3 separate regions of the Sus scrofa genome follow, and regions 1 and 2 are each linked to region 3. The links are chromatin contacts, called in public Hi-C and HiChIP or PLAC-seq maps. All regions are on one chromosome and are shown on one strand. Each heading gives the region's core, a stretch centred on a gene start, on an enhancer-like site or on the middle of the called end of the contact. The rest is flanking DNA. Distances are from core to core; before and after follow the strand shown.

What was found. Hi-C and Micro-C count contacts between places; a contact is called where the count stands out from the background. HiChIP or PLAC-seq counts read pairs in DNA pulled down with a chosen protein or histone mark.
Region 1: a contact with region 3 is called in a Hi-C map of blood, with 3 times the contacts expected there. The contact joins the enhancer-like site here to the promoter of F5 in region 3. A contact is called at or near these places in 1 of 5 promoter capture datasets (liver) and 7 of 47 Hi-C or Micro-C datasets (alveolar macrophages, blood, liver and 1 more).
Region 2: a contact with region 3 is called in an H3K27ac HiChIP or PLAC-seq map of alveolar macrophages. The contact joins the promoter of SLC19A2 here to the promoter of F5 in region 3. A contact is called at or near these places in 1 of 5 promoter capture datasets (liver), 3 of 47 Hi-C or Micro-C datasets (all in liver) and 1 of 2 datasets of contacts at active chromatin or transcription factors (alveolar macrophages).

The regions. Positions count from the first base shown.
Region 1 is chr4:81,320,015-81,325,115 of Sscrofa11.1, forward strand. The region is part of intron 8 of SELL (selectin L); the gene reads left to right. Among named protein-coding and RNA genes, the nearest start is that of SELL, 16 kb to the left of the region's middle. Within about 2 kb of position 2,312, at least 4 of the 83 cell types and tissues checked have an H3K27ac peak or open chromatin away from gene starts, as enhancers often do.
Region 2 is chr4:81,506,820-81,511,939 of Sscrofa11.1, forward strand. It overlaps SLC19A2 (solute carrier family 19 member 2), which reads left to right and starts at 3,402. Exons shown (of 6, transcript NM_001142667.1): 1 at 3,402-3,681. The coding sequence starts at 3,478.
Region 3 is chr4:81,400,794-81,405,730 of Sscrofa11.1, forward strand. F5 (coagulation factor V) reads left to right here and starts at 2,480. Exons shown (of 25, transcript NM_214120.1): 1 at 2,480-2,736. The coding sequence starts at 2,579. SELP (selectin P) reads left to right here. Exons shown (of 13, transcript NM_214078.1): 13 at 1-447.

The sequences.
Region 1 (5,101 bases), core at 1,062-3,561, 81 kb before region 3:
CACAGATTGTTGTTGAGAAGTTCTTAGTAGGTTAGTGAACTGAAGTTTAGAATACAAAAGATAAACTGGGGAGACATGAGGCAACAGGGGCTGATTATAAAAGAATTTATAAGTCATATGAAAGAGCATGGACTTAGCCTTGAGGTCTTTGGGGTATTACTATGAGGGGCTGTAGCAGATGAATGCCATGCTGAAATGAGCACCTTGTGAGGATCACTTTGCATAAAAGGATGCCAGCATGGGAGCTGAGTGAAGCAAAATACTGTTTGGGAGGCATTTGAAGTTATTAAGTTAAAGCTGATGATGTCTATCTAGGGCAACAGTAAAGAGGATGAGTTCATGAGATAACTAGTGGTACAATCAAGTAAATACAATTATTAACTGGCTAAGAAAGAGAGAAAGAAGAGAATCAAATCAGTTGCCATTGTTCTAATCTGGGAACTGGTGGGTGGTTAATCTCTCTGCTATCCTCTTTACTGAGAAGGGAACCCAAAGAATGAGAAGCTTTGGAGGTGACAGTTATGGGTTTGGTTTTGTACCTGTTCAGCTCTAGGTGTCTGTGACTCATCTGTGGTCTGTTGGTTCTATCTGTACCAAAAGAAATTGATTTGGAGGTTCTCACATCACAGAATCTCAGGAACAGGTACAAACACGCAAGATTATGTGCAATAGAGGCATGGAAGAGGATGTGGGTGAGAGGGCAGGGACCAGAGGAAAGTCAGTATCAGACCAGTCAGCTAAGGAAAAGGAGAATGGGAAAAGGTTGCCAGAGAGGCAGAAGGAAAATGAGGAAAGGATGAGGTCATGACTCTTAGGAAAGAAGGGAATGGAAACTATCTCAAATACTATTAGGAGAACCAGTAGGTTTCCATGGATGTAGTATGGTATCAGAGGGAAATTGTTTTCAACGATGAGGTCATGATAGCCAGGGGCTGAGGAATCCATAGAGGTAAGAAAGTGGAGGTACAACATGTACATCATCTCTTTTACAGAGCTTGGTCAAAGGAGGTGAGAGAGTCAGGAGAGCTAACTGGATGGGGACAAAGGGTCAGTGAAGTTTCTTTTGTTCTATTTTCTTTTGTTGTCCTATCTTCCACTAGATAGTGTAGCTAGGATCCTAGACCCTTCTCTAGGCTGACATCCCCATCTATGTGGGCAGGAAATCCACAAGATATAAAGATTTCTCTCATGCCCACACCCACTGAGTGAAAGTCTTTTCTGGCACCATCTACCCAAAGCTGTTTTCTGGCCACAGGAACCACCTGTGTTTTAATTGCCGCTAGATGGAAGCAGATCAATTCAACTTTTTAGACGACCTTGGGGGATAGGAAGAGCTTCGGGCAGGAAGATTATTAGTGTTGGGTTAATCACCATATTAAGCTAATTGCCATATTAAGTTTAATGGTTCACCGATTTTTCCGATGAATCAATCAACCAGCTGCTTATTGAACACCTTTGTTTCGGATCAATGCTAAGCTTGACTGAGAGACCAAAAGGAGTAAGTCCTTGTGCCCGACCTAAGGGAGATCATTATCTAGTTAAGACAGAAAGATAGGAAGAAAATTAGGAAAAACCAAAGCAGAATATGTAATGGTCAGTGAAGTCTATATTGAAGACAAGATTTTTCAATACAGAAGAAGTTTGGTGATCACAGAAAACCTTATAAAGAAGATGGAACCTAGGTTGGTTTTTGAAGGATAGATAGGATTTAGGTGTATGGAGAGAAGCAGGAAAGGCAATCTAAAAGAGGGAAATGATGTTAAGTGGCATGATGCTGGCGCTCTGAAAGCATGGTCAGAGCCCAGTGGATAGAACTACCAAGAGCCCAGGATATATTGGGGGTGCTGTGAACAGAATTTAGAAGGGAAGTCTTGCTCCACCACACAGGTTTGAATTCTTCACCAGACATTCTAAAAGGACCTGGCAAGAAAGAAATATCTGCCCAGCTGCCTTGGGGTACTTCAAATTTATTGGGCCAAGTGACCATAGAATCATAGAATTTTTGTTCTGAACAGGATCTCAATGGACATGGTTTTCAAACTCTCTTAATAATTGAGCTAATTAAATAACCTTCCTATAGTCCTTGAGCTAGTGACAGTTAGTTACAGTAATATTAAACATGTATCAAATGTTAATTCAATGCTGTGCACTGTTCTGAGTGTTTTACATGTCTTAAATCATTAAATTTTGCTTACAAATCCTGTGTGTATAGGTATTAATATTTCCATTTTACTGGTGAAGGAAGAGAGAAATTCAATAACTAGGCAAAGCTGAGATTTGTACCCATCTAGATCCAAAGATCATGCTCTGAACCTTAATGCTTCTAGAACTCAGGTATCTTGATGCCCAGGCTGGAGGTGTAAGTCCCAGATACCCTCCTCCTCCAGTAGTGTAATTTTTTATTTTGCACTGAAACCAGTGTGTGATGGCACTGAGGAAGGGTGGGGTGGATGTAATAGGGTGTGTTTCCAGAAAAAGCCAAAGGTAAAATGAACACTATCACACTCAACACTGCATATCAGTTTTTGTTGTTGTTTTTTTAAAGTCCTTGAACTAACATTCATAGTCCTTTGAGCTTATTCCTATTAGCATTTGGTTGGTGAATGACTGACTCCTAGGGCATTTGTGGTTTCAACTCTTGCTGGGTTATTTTGACTCTTCTGCAAAATGGTTCTGTTTATCACCTCATTTGGTTTCTAGAATCTAAATTCTGCCTGGGTAAAAGCTACACCCAAGATACACAGGAAGATACGATGCCAACCTCAGAGGAGGGTATATGTGAAATTTTGTTTTCAGAAACATTTTCATCTCTATAACTGGCAAGCACGTTTGCAGCTGCTGAACTGTGGTTTACTCTGGCAGTTCATCATGAGAACAGAATCTCAGAATCTGGTTCTCCTTTTGAGAGGTGTTATTAAGACCTACCATATTTGGTTCTCCCCTATTCTTTCCAAGAATGAGACAGTTGTTTTGTGCACACATACATACCACTTTTTTTTCTCATGAAACTAAATTTGTCATCATCTCCTTAAATCCTATGCCACTAGAATCAGGCATTTAGAACCACCACCACACCTTGCGTGAATTTTGGTTTTCTCTGATTTCTCTATCCATGCGAACATGTCGTCTTCTACTTTTCTGGCTTTCTGCTGTTCAAAATCTATCTAAAATGTCCTTTATATTCACTGGATCTGAAGACAAAGCCTGTACTGCTGAGATTTCTCTCAGTGTGATCTGAGGACCAGCCGCTTACACATTACCAGGGAGCTTGTTAGAAGCCATAAAAAAGAGGTAAATAATTCCATTTGCAGGAACATGGATGGACCTAGAGATTATTTTACTAAGTGAAGTAAGCCAGACAAAGACAAACATCATATGATATCACTTATATGTGGAATCTAACCAAAGTGATACAAATGAATCTGTGTGCAGAACAGAAATGAACTGACAGACATAAAAACAAACTTATGGTCACAGAAGGAGAAAGGGAGAGGGAAATAAATTAGGCGGTTAGGATTAACATATACACAGTACTGTGTATAAAACAGATAAAAAACAGGAACCAACTTATATAGTACAGGCAACTATATTCAATAATTTATAATAACCTATAAGGGAAAAAAATCTGAAAAGAATAGACATATTTCTATGTCTATGACTGAATCACTTTGCTGTACACCTGAAACTAACACAACATTGTAAATCAACTATACTTCAAATATTTTTATTACTCAATGAATTTTATTACATTTATAGTTGTACAACGATCATCACAACCCAATTTTATAGCATTCCCATCCCAAACCCTCAGTGTCTCCCCCCAACCCCCAACCTGTCTCATTTGGAAACCGTAAGTTTTTCAAAGTCTGTGAGTAGTATCTGTTCTGCAAAGAAGTTCATTGTGCTCTTTTTTAAGATTCCTCATGTAAATGATAGCATTTGACATTGGGGTCTCACTGACTGAGTTCACTTAGCATGATAATTTCTAGGTTCATCCATGTTGCTACAAATGCTGTTATTTCTTTCCTCTTAATGGCTGAGTAAAATTCCATTTGTTATATGTACCACATCTTCTTTATCTACTCCTCTGTCAATGGGCATTTAGGTTGTTTCCATGTCTTGGCTATTGTATAGAGTGCTGTAATGAACACTGGAGTACATGTATCTTTTTGAGTCGTGGTATTCTCTGGATAGAAGCCCAGGAGTGAGATTGCTGGATCAATATGTAATCCTACTTTTAGTTTTCTGAGGAATCTCCATACTGTTTTCCACAGTGGTTGCATCAAGTTACATTCCCACCAACATTGTAATAGAGTTCTCTTTCCTCCACACCCTCTCCAGCACTTACTGTTTGTAGATTTTTTGATGATGGCCATTCTGGCCAGTGTAAAGTGGTACCTCATAATGGTTTTGATTTGAATATCTCTTGTAATGAGTGATGTTGAGCATCTTTTCATGTATTTTTTGGCCATCTGAATGTCTTCTTTGGAGAATTGTCTGTTTAGATCTTCTGCCCATTTTTTGAAGGGGTTGCTTGTCTTTTTGTATTGAGCTGCAGAAGGTGTTTATAAATTTTGAAGATTAACCCCTTCAAATGGGGTCACTTCATTTGCAAATGTGTTCTCCCATCCTGTGGGTTGTCTTTGTATTTTGTTTAGGGTTTCCTTTCCTGTGCAGAAACTTTTTTTTAAAAATATTCCATTGTGTATAACTCTGACACTTTAAAAAAAAAAATTTTTTTCCCACTGTACAGTATGGGGATCAAGTTGCTCTTACATGTATACATTTTCCCCCCACCCTTTGTTTTTCCAAAAAAAAAAAATTTGTTTTTTAAAAAAAATTTTAAAAAGAAAAGAAATGCAGAATCTCAGCCCCCCCACCCCCCGACTTGAATCAGCATCTATACTTTCACATTACGTCTGGATCATGAGCATGTGCAAGGGTAAAAACTGCTGCTTTAGGGTTCTTTTCTCATTTTTGTGCCTTAGTGAATATCCTGGCATTTTGTAACTCCTCTGAAAGATAGCTTCTTCATTCCCCTTCTGACCTTGAGTGAATGTTTTCTTTTACTACCAACACTTTACTTATGCACTTTTTAAGC
Region 2 (5,120 bases), core at 2,152-4,651, 110 kb after region 3:
TATAAAGTGATCTGGCAATTCCACTCCTATATACCCCAAATAATTAAAACCAGGTATTCAAAAACTTACATACAAATGTTCATAGCAGCACTATTCACATAGCCAAAAACAGGGGAAAATATCCAAAAGTCCATTAATTGATCAATGGACAATCAAAATGTGTTATATACATAAAGTGGGATTTTTTTCAGCTGTAAAAAGAATGGAGTACTGATACATGCCACAATGTTGGTGAACCTTGAAAACCTTGAAAGAAGGCAGAAGCAAAAAGGCACATATTGTACAATTCCCTTGGTACAAAACATTCAGCATAGGTATCTACAGAGGCAGAAAGCATATTAGTGTTTGCTGGGGGTGGTGGGAGGGGAGAATAGACAGTGATTTCCTAACAGGTCCAAGTTTCCTTTGAGGTGATGAAATTTCTTAGAACTAGAGAGAAGTGATGGTTGCACAGCACTGTGAATGTACTAATGTCACGGAATTGTACACTTAAATACAGTTAATGAGAAATCTCGCACTGCGTGAATATTACTTTAATTTAAAAAATATATTCTATTTACCTCTGTATTAGTTTCCTATGGCTGTATAACAAACTACCCCAAACTTAGCTGCTTAAAAAATTATAACAACTTAACTCACGGTTCTGTAAATCAGAAATCCAGGTGGGCTTGGGCGCTTTCTCTTCTTAGAACTTGACAGGCGGAAATTAAGATGTTGGCTGTGATGCGCTCTAATCTGGAGGCTCTTTGGAAGAAGCCACTTCCAAGTTTGTTTAGGTTTGGAGCAGAAAGCAGTTCCCTGTGATTATAGGACTGAAATCCCCAGTTCCTTGCTGGCTGTCAGCCAAGAGTCAGCCTCAACTGCCACAGGGTGCCCACATCTTTGGCACACAGCCTCCTGGAGCAACAGTGTGACATAGCTTTCTCCTTTTTCAAACATCTTTGCCTCGTTTGTTACCAGCAGGAGATAATTCTCTGCTTTTAAAGGGCTCCTGTGATTACATTGGGCCCACCTGGATAATCTCACGTTTGCCACACAGTGTAACAAACAGTTGTATTATCTCATTAAATTCAGGGATTCCACTCCACACTCAAAAGGGAGGGGATTACACAAGGCAAGGCTCACTGGGGGTCATTCTCAGAACTATTCCATGACCTCTTAGAGAAAATAATGTTTTAAAAAGTTTTTTCCTAATTCAAGAACAATTATTGTTAATGCCCAACATTGCAAAGAGAAGTTGAGGTGCTTAAGTGATTTATACCAAGGAAAATATTTCAGAACCAATGATTCACAGATTAACATAATTTAGGTCTCCAAGATTCAGGGAAGGGATGGAAAGCTGTTTTTAATAAGTGCACTTCTCTTTCTGAGGCCTCTTTTGTTTTTCTTTCTCTCTCTCTCTCTCTCTCTCTCTCTCTCGCTCTCTCGCTTTTTGGCTTTTTGGGCTACACCCGCATCATATGGAATTTCCCAGGCTAGGGATCGAATCAGAACTGCAGCTGCCTGTCTACACCACAGCCACAGCAACACCAGATCTTTTAATCCACTGAGCAGAGCCAGGGATCAAACCCACATCCTCATAGATACTAGTTGGGTTTGTTACCACTGAGCTACAACAGAAACTCCTCCTTTTCTACTAAAGCACTGAATGCAAATCCAAAGGCAAAGAAATTGCCAAGAGGACCACTAGTGTTTTAGGGGACTAGATAATTGTATTATGCAGATTACAAGTTCTTACTTTGAGGCCTCAAGACTTCCTGTTATTTAGGGCCCATAAAGACTCTTTATTTTTGTGAGTTATACCTACTGGTAGTGCCATATTAGAAATTCATTTGGAAAGTTTCTAAACACAAAAATTTACAAACACATATTCTCTTATCCTTTAGAGGGATGTCATCACACATCAGGTAGTCTCCAGAGGGCAAAAGAAAGTAAAGTCCTAGTATTATTATGAAAGTAGTTTGACATCGTGGAATTCTGAAAAGATCCCACAAATCCCTAGGGCTTCCTGAACCACACTTTGAGGCCCACTGATAGATGCAAATACCAACAACTTCATTCCTTCAGTGATTAATCAACTCACACATTTCAGTGCATTCACTGCACAGTCTTAGAAACAAATCTCCATTCCCTTTACTGGTATGTCCTTCCATGTGGTAGAGAGAGTCATTTTTTGTGGCTGATAGCAAAAAGTATCCTCTTTGCAAAAAGGGTCATTTGCTGACTCAGAAGGGAATTTGAGATGATTCGTGATATACATAAAGCAAAACAGTTCAAAATGTTTTCTGTGAGCTTCTGGCAGTATCTGTACTCTACAAATACTGCACAGGAGAAATTGCTTTTGGTGCAGCTTGGTCTGCAGTGAAAGGACTGGGATACCGTCAAGCTGAGTCAGGCAGAAAAAGAGAGAAGTGAAAGCAAACCCTGGGTATTTTCAAGCTTTGCCCTTGAAAACTATGCCAAGACTTTTTTTTTTTAATAAAGAGGTGATACTTTGCTGTTGCTTTAATGACTCGGGATTTCCCCCTTACCCTTTAAACACAGGATATATCTACAATTATGTTTACTTTCTTTGTACCCCGCTTACAAAAAGTAATGAAATAAAGCTAATACCCTTAATTAGAACTCCATCATGGTCCTTCTGTTAAGTGACTAGCTCATTCATTCTTTTCACAGTATTTTATCGTTTTCCAGCTCGGTCTTTTGGTAAACGCCCTGAACTGCTTAGGTTCCAGGCTTCCCATGTCTTTTTACTGCAGATGAATACAATCTACAGACTGAAAGCCGCTGGAAGAAAAATAGAGCATTCTTCCGCCTCAAGGTTAAATCTTTGCCCCGCGCTGGCCGCTTGAGGAGAATGTGAGCGGACGTCCAGAGAGGGACTGCGTTTAAAAATGAGAGAGAAGACTGGAACAGCGTTTTCCTCTCCGTGGGGATAAAGCCCACATGGAGCACTCCGGAAAGGTGAGCTGCTGCACTGAGCATGACCGAGCCGACCTCCAGCGTGGGCGGGCCGATCGCCGCCTGACCGTCGCGCGCCGAAACCACAAGCAGTCGCGTTAGGAGCTGAGTCCTCCAAGTCCTCGGCGCCCGAACCAGAGGACGTCAGCCGCCAGGCGTGTTGCAGCCACCGCCACCGCCCCGGGCTCCCAGCTTGTGACCAATAGAAGAGAAGCCAATGCCCTACGTCCGCTGTGATTGGCTCCCAGCGGGGAGGCGGTGGCGGAAGGTGGGTCTTCGGGAGTGTCAGGTTTTCCGTGGCGCTGCGGGCGGCGACACGTGAAGATCCTGCTGCCAGGAAAAGCTGAGAGGTTCTGCGGTCGGAGGCGGCCATCCCAGAAGTGCTTGGCCCTGCCGGGAGGAGGAAACACTTACGATCGCAGGTGCCCGCACTGGGGCAGTGCTTCAACCTGACTCCAGTTGGTGGAAGACGAAAAGGAGCAGGAAGGGGCCGGGTCCCCGTCCCTCGCGCCCCGGATGGATGTGCCCGGCCCGGTGTCCCGGCGGGCGGCGGCGGCGGCCGCAACCGTGCTCCTGCGCACGGCTCGGGTCCCGCGCGAATGCTGGTTCTTGCCCACCGCGCTGATCTGCGCCTACGGCTTCTTCGCCAGCCTCAGGCCGTCTGAGCCCTTCCTGACCCCCTACCTGCTGGGGCCCGACAAAAACCTGACGGAGAGGGAGGTAGGCGCGGCGGGAGGACGCTGGCTCCGCTGGCAGAGGGGACGGGCGGGCCGAGGCGGGTGCGGTTGAAAGACAGGACTGAGAAAGGCGCTTGAGCCCCAGGAGCCATTCTGGGGAGAGATTCCTGAATGTTCCTCTTTGAAAAAAGGCTTCTTGCTGGGCGCTGCCGTAATTCATGCTGTTTTTCTGTCCTCCGTTGAATTTATAGGACATGTTTCAGGTGAAGGGTTCGGAACGCAGTTCGGAAACCCTAGTGCCCTTGTGCTTCAGGCGATGTGCGGATGATGCTGTAACTGTGTAACTCTGCTCAGACTGAACCAGTAGTGGGAGGGGGGCGGGGAGGAGAAGAATATTTGGAGAAAAAAGGGAAAACAGCAGGTTGTACTTCGAACATAGTGAAGGTTTAAATAAATATTTGCTGCCTGAAAGTAAGGAAACAGATGCAAGGCAACTCCTGTTTTCTGAAAGGATCTTCCCTCTACCTACTGTACCCTCTTCCTTCCCCTACCTTACTTTGTTTACCCTTGACAGATAGATGTACTCAGATAAGGACTGTATAGGACAAGAACCCATCCCTTATCTCGTCTTGATTTTTAATTGCGTGAGACTATGTCCTAGAATATGCCCTGCCTCTCACCTCTACCAACCTCCTGGGATAAAAGCAGATATTTAGGTGTTGTCACATAGTTGGAATTTAATTAGAGTTCTTCTGGCATTGTGAATTGTTGCTTCACGGATGTTAGTCTTGCTCCTTTCTGTTCTGCTGTGTTCAGAGTAATTGAGAGTACATAGTCCATGATCAAGAACTTCTTGCTGAGTGATTTTCCCTGGGAGGATATTTAAGTACTCCAGAAGTGCATGGTGTGCTTTAAAAATGTATTTAACTCTTTAAAGTGTATGGTCAATCTCAACACTTGTTTTTTGAAGAAGATATTAACTGAAGAAGGAGTTAAATTTAAGGTGCTACCACAAGGCCCAAATAAAGCAGATTCAGCATCCTTTCCCTTGAACACTACAAAGCATGAAAACTGAGGCCCGGTATTCCTTTCTGGAACAATACAAAGAGTGAAAGCTGAGTGGGGAATTGTTAGCCGTTTTTTCCTCTGTCAACTCTTCCTCCCACCCTGCCTCCCTGCTCCAGTGCCTATGAAATATTTCTCCCATTTAAACCTTACTCCTTCCCCTGTGAGTAGTAGTCACTTCTGAGTAGCAACTTGGTATCCCTGCATAACAGGTTAGTGCAGGATATAATTACTCATAGTCCAGTTTGTTGTTGCCTTGCTCCTCCATTTTTTTTTTAAGTTTTATTGAAGAATGATTGATTTACAATGTTGTGATAATTTCTTCTGTATAACAGTGATTTCAGTTGTACATATACACACATTCTTCTTCAGAGTCTTTTCCCATATAGATTATCACAGAATATTGGGTAGAATTCC
Region 3 (4,937 bases), core at 1,230-3,729:
ACTCAGGAACTGGGACTGCATGTTTCTGAAGTGGTCTGTGGGCTTTGCCCCAGCTGTCACTTGAGATACTAATTAGCTACAGCCTGGAGCATCTGACTCACCAGAAGGCCAGACTGTGGAAAAATAAAAAGGTCTCTTTATTTTTGGATTGGAGGAAGTCATCCTCTACTTTTTTGGAAAGCAGGCAGCATCTCTGATGAGAGGGAACTTCTGTAGGACCTCCTGGGATCTTCAGTGCTTGCCTTTTATGAAGCCTTTTAGACCTCTGCTGAGAGGTTGCAGAGAAGCCTCTGGATGGCACCAGAGGCCGCAGAAGACTGAGAATTAGGACCGGAAGGTACATGTCACTGTAGACTTTCCCTCTACTGTCACTCTCCCCGCCAAAAGACCCAAAGACCCAAAGACCAATATGTGAATGTTTAATTAAAAGGATTTCCCCAAATGCCATTGTTCTATTATTTGGTGTTTTGTTGAATAAAGTCTATGTTCATCACCTTATTTAAATCAATGTAATGCGCAATTACAGTTGTCCCAATTACAGCTCACCCCTTCGGTTAGCAAATATATATCTTTCTACCCCCATACACACAAGAAGAAAGTCAGAAAAGCAGAAAAGGTCTTTATCATCTGAATGAATGTTCTATAGGGAAGAACAGATGTGTTTTCCATGTTCTTTAATTCACATGCTTAATAAATAGGTTGTTGAAAGTTCTGAAACTGATGCAAAAAAAAAAAAAAGACAGCCAAACAATATAGTTGTCCTGTCTCTGTGAAATGTGAGGCAATGAACATGTGACACTAGGTAAACAAGCAAATAAAAACGCAAATAAAGCTTGCAAATAAAAATGGTGTAACAGTCTAACTAAAGGTTAAAAGAATTTTGCAAGAATTTTGGTAATAACCTTGGGATTTAGGGACACATTGCTTTTAAAAAGTTTCTCTCCTCTACTGTCCATGGCATCTCTGACTGCTTATTTTTTGCCAATCACTAGGTTCGGTATTACAGGACGATGATTATCAGGTGATTATCCTGAGTCAGAAGCTACATTTTGTAAAAACTTCCCAGAGAATTCTGATGGTTTACCAGCTTTGTGACCGACTGATATTATAGATACAGAAAGAATAAGGCCCTGCTCCTGCCCTCGAAAGTTTATAATCCAGTTGGGGACACAATAGACACTCTTACAAAGAAAAGAGACAGTGGGTAATTAACAGGAGTATATTATTTGAAGTGTGTGGTAGAAATTCATAATATGGAAATGTCTATTTGGCCCAGGCTCAAGGAGATAAGCAGAACTCTGGACTTTAAAGAGTGGACAGCAAAGAGGAAGAGAGTGGCATTCTAAATTGGTCAAATAATATAAGCCAAGGGGCACAGACAGAAGAATTTATAGGGATGTGAAAATGTCGAGGGACCTGACATCACCCAGACCTCACCTGAGGTGCTAAATTACAATGTATTGAATCTGATGAGACAAATCATAAGGCAGAAGCTTAGAGGCATGTAGATTCAGGGAACCCGGGATATGTTACAATGAAGTTTCTGACAATATAATCCTCAGATTCTCTATAAGTAGCCAAATCATATCTCAAGGCTGTATGACACACCCAGGTCCTCTATAAGGGTCCCTGGAGGCAGGAAAAATATAATCACTGTAATAAACATGTGCTGTGTGCTTTCCAATTGCTGGTAACTGTAAACTTCACAGTTTTCTTTTACTCTCCCAACAACCCTAATGGGGAAAACTACTATTGTCATCTCTGTTTTGCAGATGTCAAAACCGAGCTCCAAAGAAGCTAAGTAACTTATCCAAGAGGACGCAGCTAATAGGTGGGATTGAAATTTGATCTAACTGATTCTCTTAGGGAAGCTCTTTAAGCCCTGCATTCTGCCTTAGGTGGCCACTGCCCTAGTCAAGACAGAACTGACCATAAATTCAGTAAAGTGGGCCAGGCCAGCAGGTCCCATTCGTTTGCTCATCCCCCTTGCTTCCTCACCACCTGAAAATGCAGTATTTCTGTGCCTAGTAACAGGGTATAATGCTGTTTTCCTTAGATCAGAAGGAGTGTAGTATGGTTGAGGGTTTGGGGTTCCGTTGCATTGGGAATTGCAGAGGGTCTGGGAAGTGTGACCTTTGCCCCAGGCGGTTGTGTTGTTGGCTGGGGCTCCTGCTCAGAGGAGTTAGCAGGTAGAAGTGCAGGAGTACAGTTTTGCCCTGTTTCCTGAATCCCTGAGCATTGCCCCACCTGCTAGAGCCTCTGATCTCTGTCCCTCCTTCATCTGTAGTAAAACAGTCACTAACCCAGTTGCTCTCCCTAATATCTCCAGTCATCTGGGGCAGTGACTTAGCCAACCCCCGCCTGGAAAGGTCCCAGGAGGTGGGGACAGCCCCAGGCTGCAGCCAACGCTGCCGTGGAAGCCTCCCGGGAGAGCCAAAGGGGAGGAGGACACTGCCACCCGCAGCCTCCCTGAGCTCACTGCAGTGCCAACAGCGGACAGCCATCGAAGCGAGCGCAATCCGCCTCGGCATTCCACCCTCCCTGGGGTGGTGACGGCAGGGAGGAGCAGAAAGGAACCATGTTCCCAGCTCTCCCTTGCCCCTGGGTCCTTGTGGTCCTGGGCACCAGCTGGGCAGCCTGGGGAAACCTAGGGACTGAAGCAGCGAGGGTAAGACAGTTCTACGTGGCTGCTCAGAGCATCAGCTGGAACTATCACCCTGAGCCCACACACCCCAGGTAAGGCAGGTGTGGTGTCTGGGTGGGCTTCTCTAGGAAGGATAATCTATTTCTTTTAGAGATCATTCCTTTGCAATTCCATTGTTCCCTTCCCCTCACCCTCGCCCCAACTTCAGGTAGGTAAATACAGTAAATAGGGAAGTAAAATGAATAAACTAAACCTGGTGGATGCTCATTTTGCCCACAATAATACAGTTTACCATTGTGAAGATATAGAAAATATTGTTTCATTGCCTAGATACTGCTTTCAAGAGTTTGTTGTTAATGCAGTTTTGTTAGCACGATCGACTGTTTCTTTAATATATTGATTGATTCAAAAGCACCAGGTACCTAGGTCATTAGCCTTTCCTGCAAACTCCTGTTCCAGATTTTTAGTAGCCTGGTATTTTTATTAAACTTCCATTTACATATTATTTATTCCACACGGCTTCATCTTCTACAACTAAAGATGAATATACCTTGCACTTTCTTATAAGCTGATTATTCAACAATTGTCATAATTTAGGGTTTTGTTTTCTTATAGATGACTTTCAAAACATCATCAGTTCATAAAAATGGACATTGTTGTTCCTTTACCTTTTTCTGCTGCATGTGGCTCGTTGTTTTTCTCTCATTCTTAATCACTCCCTGGGATATGGTCTAAACTGGCTATTTTGGTGGAGTCACTATTAAAGGGCATATGTAACTACAAGGGGGTTTAAATAATAAAAGTATACTTGAGTCACAAAACTGTTTTTCCTAATTGAAAGCTTACAAACAAGACTTCTCAGAAATTAAACAAATTATAGGTTCTACTCAATATTTCTGGTTAGCTACATTTTTATTTCTTTTAATGATAAACTGCTAATGTGACTAAGTTTTCTTTTAACTTAACATCACAGCTTAAACAATTGTGAAAGATATGTTCCTCTTTTATAATTTCGAAACCAAAGCGATCTGCCAAGAAAATATTGTAATATTTTGAGCCTTTTAGTGCATAATATTAACCCTTTTAAAATCTTTTCTTTGTAACTGGGTTATTTTGGAGGGTATTACATAGTATCTGGTCTTGTAATAATAAGAAATCTCTCTTTTTTTAAAAAAAAGTCATTTAAAACATTGCATTTCAAGGTGATAATCTAGGTCACACCCACAACATTAGGGAACTACTACTAACTACAACCCCAAAGGAAATGACAGTCTTTCCAACATTAATTTTCCTGCTCATGGGTAGAACATTAATTTTGTTACTGGCTTTTCTTTGTCACACGGTGCTTGTGCTTGGAAGTTTTCATTATTATGAAATAATCATCTTCCATAATTAACACGAAGAATCACAAGCAGAATTCTGTAGGCAGAACCACATGAGGCTGATTCACATGGTGAATTCACATCCAGAGCCATGACTGATCATCCTATACTCTTACTCTGTGGCTGAGTTTCCAGAATTCAGGGGAGAGTTGTTCCTCTCATATCAATCAATTATTGAGTCAAAACCATACAGTTGACCATACATGAACCAACTATCCATATTTTTGCACCTCAAATTATGTCATATCTTTAGGTTTTGTTTGTTTGTTTGTTTTGCTTTTTAGGGCCATACCCGAAGCATATGGTGGTTCTAATCAGAGCTGTTGCTGCCGGCCTATGCCACAGCCACAGCAATGCAGGATCCAAGCTGCGTCTGTGACCTACACCACAGCTCACAGCAATGCCAGATCCTTAACACACCGAGCGAGGCCAGGGATTGAACCCTCGACCTCATGGTTCCTAGTCAGATTTGTTTCCGCAGCACCATGACGGGAACTTCTCTTTCAAGAATTTTTTTGTGAAAAATCTATAGCTGGCTGCTTAAACTATGAGCTTGTTCTAAATTGTCCTACCCCTTGGCTGACGATACTCACCATAAAGAAATCAACATAGACAACTCCATCCTTTGCCAAAGTGTATTTTAGCCCAAAGCAAAGATCTTTCCTTATTTCATGTAATATTGGCAAGACAATGCCTTTTAGAGGTGAAATACATCTTTTATTCTTGCTCCAGTTCTGAAGTGAATGTTTTAAAAATTTTTCCTAAGAATACATGTCCAATCACTTACATGTAGATAGTACCTGACAGTGAAAAAAGATATATTTTTTTCCTCTAGGGTTCTAGCTTGATATGATTTTTATTCTGAATAAATCATCTTTAAACAGTCCTCCTAAATGTAAAATTTATCATGC